Linked DNA regions of Arachis hypogaea: region 2 is linked to region 1. The links are chromatin contacts, called in public Hi-C maps. All regions are on one chromosome and are shown on one strand. Each heading gives the region's core, a stretch centred on a gene start, on an enhancer-like site or on the middle of the called end of the contact. The rest is flanking DNA. Distances are from core to core; before and after follow the strand shown. Region 1 holds the start of LOC112722514 (NEP1-interacting protein-like 2). Region 2 holds the start of LOC112722518.

The links. Hi-C and Micro-C count contacts between places; a contact is called where the count stands out from the background.
Region 2: a contact with region 1 is called in a Hi-C map of leaf, with 4 times the contacts expected there. The contact joins the promoter of LOC112722518 here to the promoter of LOC112722514 in region 1. A contact is called at or near these places in 2 of 8 Hi-C or Micro-C datasets (both in leaf).

Annotation. Positions count from the first base shown.
Region 1 is chr11:124,846,594-124,851,022 of arahy.Tifrunner.gnm2.J5K5, forward strand. It overlaps LOC112722514 (NEP1-interacting protein-like 2), which reads right to left and starts at 1,298. Exons shown (of 6, transcript XM_025773571.3): 1 at 985-1,298; 2 at 638-873; 3 at 1-47. The coding sequence starts at 716.
Region 2 is chr11:125,192,657-125,197,361 of arahy.Tifrunner.gnm2.J5K5, forward strand. LOC112722518 reads left to right here and starts at 3,268. Exons shown (of 9, transcript XR_011867710.1): 1 at 3,268-3,834. LOC112722521 (a long non-coding RNA gene) reads right to left here and starts at 3,008. Exons shown (of 2, transcript XR_003162728.3): 1 at 2,549-3,008; 2 at 1,519-1,805.

The DNA of each region.
Region 1 (4,429 bases), core at 48-2,547:
TGCCTTAGCAGCTAAAGCACCAGCTATAGCTCCGGTAAGGGCTCCAGCTGCAAGTCAGAAACACAAGACATGACACCAATATAGAAACAAACCTCACACCCAGATGAGAACACTTAAAAAGAGTGGCTACTGCTATAAGGTAAAAACAGTAAAAACCCCTAGACGCTCAAATTCACAAACTTTACCATACAAAAGCATCTACACCAACAATCATCAAACTAATCTGAATTCAGAAATTACACTGCCAATCTGCCATCAATTCATTCATTCATAAAAGCCCCAAAACAAATTGACTTTTGCACACAATTTATTCCTTTCCTATTCGAGTTTCCATAAGACAAAAGAGAGGTTGGGGGAAAAATTCTGATTCTTTTCCAAAATCAAAAGCAAATCCAATTAAAATCTCCTAATTTTTGGTCAAACAAAACCCGGAAAAAGGGTTTAACCTTAACACCCCCCTCCTTCCTTTTTTTTTTCTCTCCCTTTTCCCTCTCTTTTTCTTCTTCTTTCAATTTTATTCAAGCCCCACCATGCAAAAACAAAACTTTTTGAGGCACGTAAACCAGCTTTAATCAATCATTTATCGGCAAATGAAATTAAGAAAAACAACCATGTATACATTGCTGTTGATCATTACCTACGGCAAAACACAGCGTGAGAGCTCCAGAAATGGCGCATAATAAGAATTTGGAGAGGGAGCAAAACACGAGACCCATGAGTTCGAGCGAGCGTGTGTGAGAATCGCCAAAACTAGAAGCTTTTTATTGATGTTAGGCCATAGCAATAGCAGCGAACCCCTCCACCTTCTTCTTCTTCTATATCTGTGACGGAGGGGGATAAGGAAGGAGCCTTGAGTTTGGGGCAAAGGCTGCGCTGTCAGCAACAACAGATTGAGAAAAAGAGGGTTGGTGGGTCATTTCGGATGACAGAAAAGTTTTCAACTTTGCTGACTCGGTACACAAATTTAGGATACAAACCCCTTACCTTCCGTGGGTTTCGAATTGGATAACCTTATTTTCTGTTACAAGGAACACCTCATCTCAGAATAACAAATTCATTTTCCAAAGCCAGGCTTTAATCAAAGACAAAAGTAAAAATGGGATGTGAGCTCGTTGAGAAAGTCAACCCGTTCATACGAAGATGACCAATTTGATTTAGGGTAAATAATTGAGGAATTATTAGATACTCTCAAAAGTCAAAACATCACTTGGACGTATGTATTTACCCCGTTTAGACTTTTTTTTTTGGTAGAACTCTGTTTAGAGTTTAGACTTTAGACCCCTTTAATATTGAAACCTACTATTTTTAAGTTGCTTAGGTTAATTTAAGTGGTGGACTTGTGTCAAATTTAAGTAGCATCTGTTTAGGTGGTGCTATAAAGCTATTCAATAATTAACATTTAATTAGTAGTTATGCATATAAAAGGTTTTGTTTTACTTTATTTTTTAGGTGGTGGAGACTGAAGAGATCATAATTTATTAGTTTTGTTTATTTGACGGTAATTAATTGAATACTGCAATATATGATATTAGATATATAATTATTTTTATGAAGTAAGCTTTTAAAAAAATTTTTATTATATAATATCAAAATTTTTAAGAATTAAATTAATTTTAGTTTTTTAGAATCAAGCTAGACTAAGATACAACAAAACAACAGCGTGTCTGCATTGTCCATATTAATGATAAATTGAAAATGTCGTGTTCTATGTACAAGTAGTCTACAACTATTAATGAGAAAGCGTTTAGAAAGAACTAAGAAGATAACAAATTAAGGCGCACACGGTTTTGCTGATTTTCCTTGTAAGTTTGTCCCTTATTATTGGCTACGTGCTTCTAATCAAATGCTTGAGGAGGATGTGACAAATGTACATACCTTCAAGCCTAACAATCACAAACCTTTTTGTTTTTTTATAGGAAAAAATCTCTTGATTTTCTTTTATGAGTAATCTATCATTTTTATTTATGAAAATTCAGAATGCTAAGAAATTTATTTACAAATAAATAAAATTATTATTTTTATCTATAAAAAATAAATTTTTGCTAACATAACTATTTGAATTCTAAAAATTTATTTAAAATTTTTAAAATACTTTCTAATATAACTTAACTCTAACTTCTCTTTTTATCCCACACATCACTTTTATTTAAATTTTTTTTCACTACCACTCTCATCCGTAACTACCACCATCACTAACGTCATCATCATCAAAACCATCTCTTTCTCCTTTTATGATATCCTATATGCCAGTAAACTCAACGACACTTCTTGTGTAAGGTCCCACATCGGTTGAGGAGGGGAACGAAACATGCCTTATAAGGGTGTGAATACCTCTCCTTAGTATGACGCGTTTTGACGAGTGAGTGTGGGGGATTTCGGCTATCATCCCTATTGTCAAAGGTAAAACCGTGAGGCCTTGTGTGCCAAAGCGGACAATATCGTGCTAGCGGGTGGTTTGGGCTGTTACAGATAGTATCAGAGCCGGAGCCCGGATCGATGTGCTAGCGAGGGCACTGGACTCCCTTAGGGGGTGGATTGTAAGGTCCCACATCGGTTGGAAATGGGAACGAAGCATGCTTTATAAGGGTGTGGATACCTCTCCCTAGCATGATGCGTTTTGACGAGTGGGTGTGGGGGGCTTCGACTATCATCCCTATTGTCAAAGGCAAAACCGTGAGGCCTTGTGTGCCAAAGCGGACAATATCGTGCTAGCGGGTGGTCTGGGCTGCTACATCTTGCCGTTCATCTTCACGCCGCAAATGTGGCGAATGTGCCGTTTGTCTCTTCGAATTCGAAGACGATGATTACGTTCGAACCTTGCCTCTTTGCTCACAAATCTTCCATATTGATTGCATCGATACTAGGCTTCATTCCCACACAAATTGCCCTCTCTTTCCCGTCAGAGTTTTCTCTGCTACTTTGCTATTTATTCCCATGTTCGCCGCTAGAATCTGACCAAGTCTTGACGCCGATGAATATGACTCAGAATAAATAGGGGAAATGTAAGGGATCGGACTCCAGTTGTAAGGAGAAAAAATCGATTCGGTTGAAGGGGAGTGGAGCGCGGTAGATTTTGATGGATTTCCATAGGAACGGAAAACCTAGAATAAATGAGAAGAGAACTGTGTGACTAAAGATGAGGCACTTGAAGCTGGGTTTGGTTGTTCGCATGATTTTATGGTCAGGAGTAGATTTCTACATCTGAGACTGTGAAATTTCTTCTTCTGCGGGCTTTGGGTTTAATAAAAAATTGGATATATCTGCCATTGTTACACCAATTGAGACTGTAAATTCTAACTCTGGTTTTTGAGTTTTGCAAATTCAAACCATGGCATGTGCTTAAGTTGGCCGAACTAGGTGTTTTGTGATGGAGTGAAGTTTTGAGCTAATAGATGAAGGTTGGGAGCCAGTTCGGGAGTAGTAGAGGTGGTGATGGCAGTGGTGGTGACGATGACGGTGGTAGTTAGCGATGAAAATAGTAGTAGAATTTGGAATTGGAAAAATAGTGGTATAGAGTAAAAAGAGAAGTTAAAGTTACGTTATATTATAGGATATTTTGAAAATTTTAAATAATTTTTTAGAATTTGAATAATTTTATTAGCAAAAGTCTATTTTTTGTAATTAAAAAATTTGACTTATTTATAGAGAGATTATTAACATTCTAAATTTTTATGGATAAAAATAGTAATTTATTTTTTTTCAATGATGTGACATGATATAATATGTTATGATATTGACATCAATTTAGACAAATGACAAATTATTAGCTAGGTGCTTCACGAGGAAAAAGTAAAACAAAGGAGTTACAATCTATTCACATCTTTTGACATCATAGTAATGATCCTTGTGATTATTTCTCTATTAATGATCGCTTTCATTATGGTATTTATTTATCAATTCAATAATTGAGACGTTGAGTAGAGATCATAGTATCGCTTTATTCATACTTTTGGATAAAGATTTTATTATTATAATATTCATCCTAAATATGAGGCACCTGTACTTAATTTTCTTGTCATAAACACTAAATATGGTTGGAATAGCAAGTCATCCATCAATAAGGTCAGCATCCACGTTGGGTCCAAAGGTGAAGTAATAATTATGGCTTTTCTTTTAAGTAATTTTGTTTAAATACCCAAATTTTTGGTTGTTAGTAGTTAATGTATTAAATGATGATGTATCATCTTGTTATATGGTTAGTAGTTCGAGTGTTATTGAATGATGATGTGCCACCTTGTTATATTGTAAAAATAACAATTTGTTGCTTTTTCATTTTCATTGTTATATTGTGATTTTTTATTTGAGTAAAAGATAAATCGGTCCCTCACCTTTTTAAATTTGGACATTTTCGTCCTTAAAAATTTAAAAATATCTTTAACCTCCTCACATTGTAAAATCTGGGACAATTGTACCCCTCCGTTGATTTGGG
Region 2 (4,705 bases), core at 2,018-4,517, 350 kb after region 1:
ACAGAAATAACTTGATAATACACCAAAATTTGATTCATAGAATATATTAAGAAATAGATTTTTACCAGCTATAGTCAAACCAAGGACAGCTGCTATATTTTCTTGGGTGATGTTGATTATACTATACCGTGTGTCTAATCTGTTATGGGACAGATCAAATGAATATGCCAACTGGTTCAATGGCTTATGTGGCACATTCATGACAGAAATATGCATCAAACCATCAAATCCCAATATTCTCGAACAATTGCTTTCTTGTCTCCGCTCATGTTTTGGAATTTATCATGAATTGATCTTGTGGAACATCTCAAATCATGATTTTTCTGTAAATAAATGAGAATCATGTAAATAAATTATATTTATACAAAATAGATTGAGTTGTTCAAACATATATATGCTTACATTATATTTTAGTGCTACCTTTGGTGCCATTTTTTCTGTAAGAATAAAAAAGGTTAATACATCAAAAGACAAACTAAATACATCAAAACACAAACCAGACATACCGCTATTATTTTTTGATTACATCATACAATATGAGATCAAAAAGACATGCAATTGAATCAAACATGCATAAAATGATACCTGAAGTACTAGAATAAAATTCTATGGTTTGTTATAAGAAATTGATGAACAAAATTCCTAATAATGGACAAAAATAGTTACAAATCACTCAAATATGTACATAATAACATCAAAAGTACAAGAACAATATTTTGTTGTCTAGTTACAGTATAAAGAGTACAACAGCATTAAGTACACCTCAATTTTGATGAAATATACAGAAAGACAAGCCAAATACACTGAAAGACAAACCAACTACACCAAAACACAAACATGAAACAATGATATTAGAAGCACTACAAACAAACTCATTTCGAAACATACAAAACTCAAACATGTACAAAAACACATTCAAATCCCTCAAACACATGTAAATATAGGTTAAACTATACAATAAACACTACGTAACATTTTTATACCGACATAACATAGTTATCACCAAATGAAGCGTATAATGAGAAAAGTAACGCAAGAACACGAAATAAACTGCAATATAACTATGTAGCATTTTGCGATAAGAATGAAAAATAGAAAGGTAAGAAAATTGCAAGATTAGTGAATATTACCTTCAATAATCTTTCATCTTTTTTTTAGTGTTTGTTGGTGAAGATTTCGATTTCAGCTTTGAAACTTCTTTGACCTTTCACGATAATTTTGAGAGATTTTGATCGTTGTTTGAATTTTGAGCATTGCGACTTTGATCGAGGGAGAAGAACCGATTTTATAATGACGTCCGTGCCAAGGTTCTCAAACTTGTGAGTCTAGGTAAACTCGTGTAACTGATCTAAACTCGACTCGTAGACTCGACGTAAACTCGTACGAATTTACCTATTATAAATTTTTCGTAAAAAATATATGTATCGTGTATAATATATATATTTACTCAAACATAAGCATTTAAACTTAACAATTTCAACATCAAAATACATAATAAATTAACATAATACTACAATTATAACAAGTACTCTAGAACACACATTCAAATTCTTCACAAGTATGCATCTAGTTCAACATAAAACATAGTCACACAATCAAAGCTTCATATAACACAAAAAAAAAAAAAAGAAGAAAACAACAAAGTAACAATTAAATGTTCTAATAAACTAAAAGTCTAAAACTGAAATCCTATCTTCATCTTTTATGGCATCAACATCATCATCTTCACCATCTTCATCAGAAACATCATTTCTTTCAAGTTCAGGTTCGACCCAGCCAACAAAATCATCATCATTCACATGTCCCTGAACCAACATTCTCAGACATTTTGTATTTTTGTCCCCAAATAAACAAATCAACAAAGTACAAACTAAATAATTAAGCAAAATTATCCACTTATCCTTGTTAACAAAGTTAATAAATTCATATTTCAGACATTCAGATTCAATAACAACTAACTAACACTAACAAGTAAGAAATAACAACTACAAATTCAGATTTAGGATATAAAAACTACTTTACAAATGAGCTGTAGTTATGGACTTATAAGTTAAAGCTGACAGAGTGCACAATATAAAGAAAATAAAAACTTTAATTGCATAGCATTGTGCTTAGTAATATAAAAGGACATAATGGAGACAGCACTTAAACACCAAGACTAAAAACCACAAGATACCACAATGCATAATGCATTCCTAGAAAATTAAAGCAGTAAATACTAGCCTCTGACAATTTTTTTCTATGGCTGGAGAAGGTAAAGCTTAATTATTTGGCATCAAATAGAAGAACAAAGAAATACAAATAAGTAAACAAGATCTGCTCTTGAATACGGGAAAGAAAGCTATAGAAAAAATTCAGATTCAATAACAACAAATTCAGATTTCACAGTTTAAGACATTCAGATTCAATAACAACTAACTGACACTAACAAGTAAGAAGTAACAACTACAAATTACAAAATGCAGCAATTTAGAATAGATTAAACTCACACTAACAAGTAACAACTACCAAATACATCAATTCAGTAACTAATTTTTTTTAAACATACCTGAAGGCTGAATCTGAATGGCTGAATGGAGTAGGCTTAGCTAACACTCGCGTTGCTATGCTGTGCTGTGCAGACACACGACGGGCTGACACCTGACAGAACGAACGGCGGAAGCGCGATGAGGGGCAGAAGACACGACGAGCGATGGCAGCATGGCGGATGGCAGAGGCTCCACGAGTCCACATTCTTCGATGCAGAACAGAGAGTGAGAGAGTGAGAGAGTGTCGAGCTGAATGAGAGACTAAGAGTGAGAGAACGGTGGTTTCAGGAATGACGAACAGCAAACGGCAGTGAAGGATGGACGACGGCGAGGGATGGAGGACGAAACGCGAAGATGAAGAGAGTGAGTGTGAGCAAAGTGAGAGGTTTAGCCGATTAAAGTTATGTTGCTGCCTTCCTTTTTTTTGGCCCAAAACAATGCCGATTTGGTGAAAAAGGCCAACCAAAGCAAATTTACTTAGTCATGAATAAACTTACGAGTTTGACCGAGTTTACTCGAGTCTACCCGAATCTACCCAAAAACGAGTTTGTGTCCGAATTAATTCGATTCCACTACCTAAATTAAACTCGTAAATTAATTCGCGAGTTTGACAACGATGGTCGTGTTATTTGATAATCTTGAAAGTGCATATTTAATTATTTACACGCATTTTAATCTAAGAATTAATTTTTGTTGAATTTGGACCAATTTATTTGGACTAGTTTGCTAAAAAAAACTTATATATCTAGCAGTTGTGTGCATAACTGCATATATAATGGCGTTTGAGAAGTAGTGTGCATCTTAATTCGTCACAACATTTGCATGCCATATCTTTTGTCGTTTCTTATTGTTGCTCTGATTCTGATTCTGATTACTTATCCAACTTCATCAAATAATTAACGCATCTTTTCCGTTCCAATGTCTCCCCCATCCGTCGATCAAGGTAACGCCGATCCAGAGGAAGAAGAAGAAGAAGAAGAAGAAGAGGAGGTAGAGGAAGAAGAGGAAGAAGTAGAAGAAGAAGAAGAAGAGGAAGAAGAAGAAGATGTAGAGGAAGAGGAAGAGGAGGAAGAAGAGGTAGAGGTAGAGGAAGAGGTAGAAGAAGAGGTAGAAGAAGGAGAAGAAGAAGAGGAGGAGGTAGAGGAAGAAGAAGAGGAGCCAGAGGAGGTAGGGGAAGAAGAAGAGGAGGAGGAGGAGGAGGAGGAGGAGGAGGAAGAGGAAGAAGAAGAAGAAGAAGAAGAAACCGACGGTGATGATAAAGGCTACGCCTCAAATTCTGTATCCGATGCCGACAACGATGGCATAGGTTTTCCCAATTCAACATTAGTTCTCAATTTTATGCTGAATACTTTTGATGCAATGGTGCTGCTTTACATGATCATGCCCTATAATATTACTGTTGATTTATGTCTGTTTCTATATCAAGTGTGATGTTGATTTTACTTGTTTTATTTGGTTTCTCTGTGTGTTTATGTGTTGGGGGAGGGGTTGTTCTGGATAAGATTTCTTGTGGGTGCTCCTCAGGCTTGGTGGTTGTTTTGTTAGGCTAGGCTCAAGGTCTTATTATTCTCGTCCTTCAGAATAAGGTCCAGTCTCCATTCACCATGATCATTCTCCTTCATACTGTTGTATTGCAAAAATAAAATTAAAAAAGTTGTCTGGTTAAAAAGAATTTTCAAATCCAGTGATGAAAACCCAGCATATGATCACTGAACCTTGTTGTACACAACCCGCTGCAAACAGCCTGAAGCTGAATTTGCCCTCCCCAGTCCAGGGAGGGTATCTTATATGGGCCTTTATGTGGTGGTGGTTTTGATCATTAATGCTGTGGCCTGCAAGGTTGATTGTGGCTGGCATTCCAATTGTAAGTGTAGCTTTATTATGTTACTCCATTGGTTTGAACGAATCCTTTTGAGCTAGTTATTGGGCCGGATTGATTTCATTATAAGGAAATTTGTGTTTGATAATGGAGAGGAAAAGGAAACAACGGGTCCTAGAGGAAATATATGCTAATTAGGGCTGAGAAGTATACCTTGCCTGTTTGAGCTGAAGCACATTTTTTCGAGGCGAATTTGTGCGCAGATAGGGTTGGATCCAAACCAATATTTTTTATTGACTTGTGCAATATTTCAATAAATATATGGAAGTATTAAACATAACATAATTCTGTGAAGGGT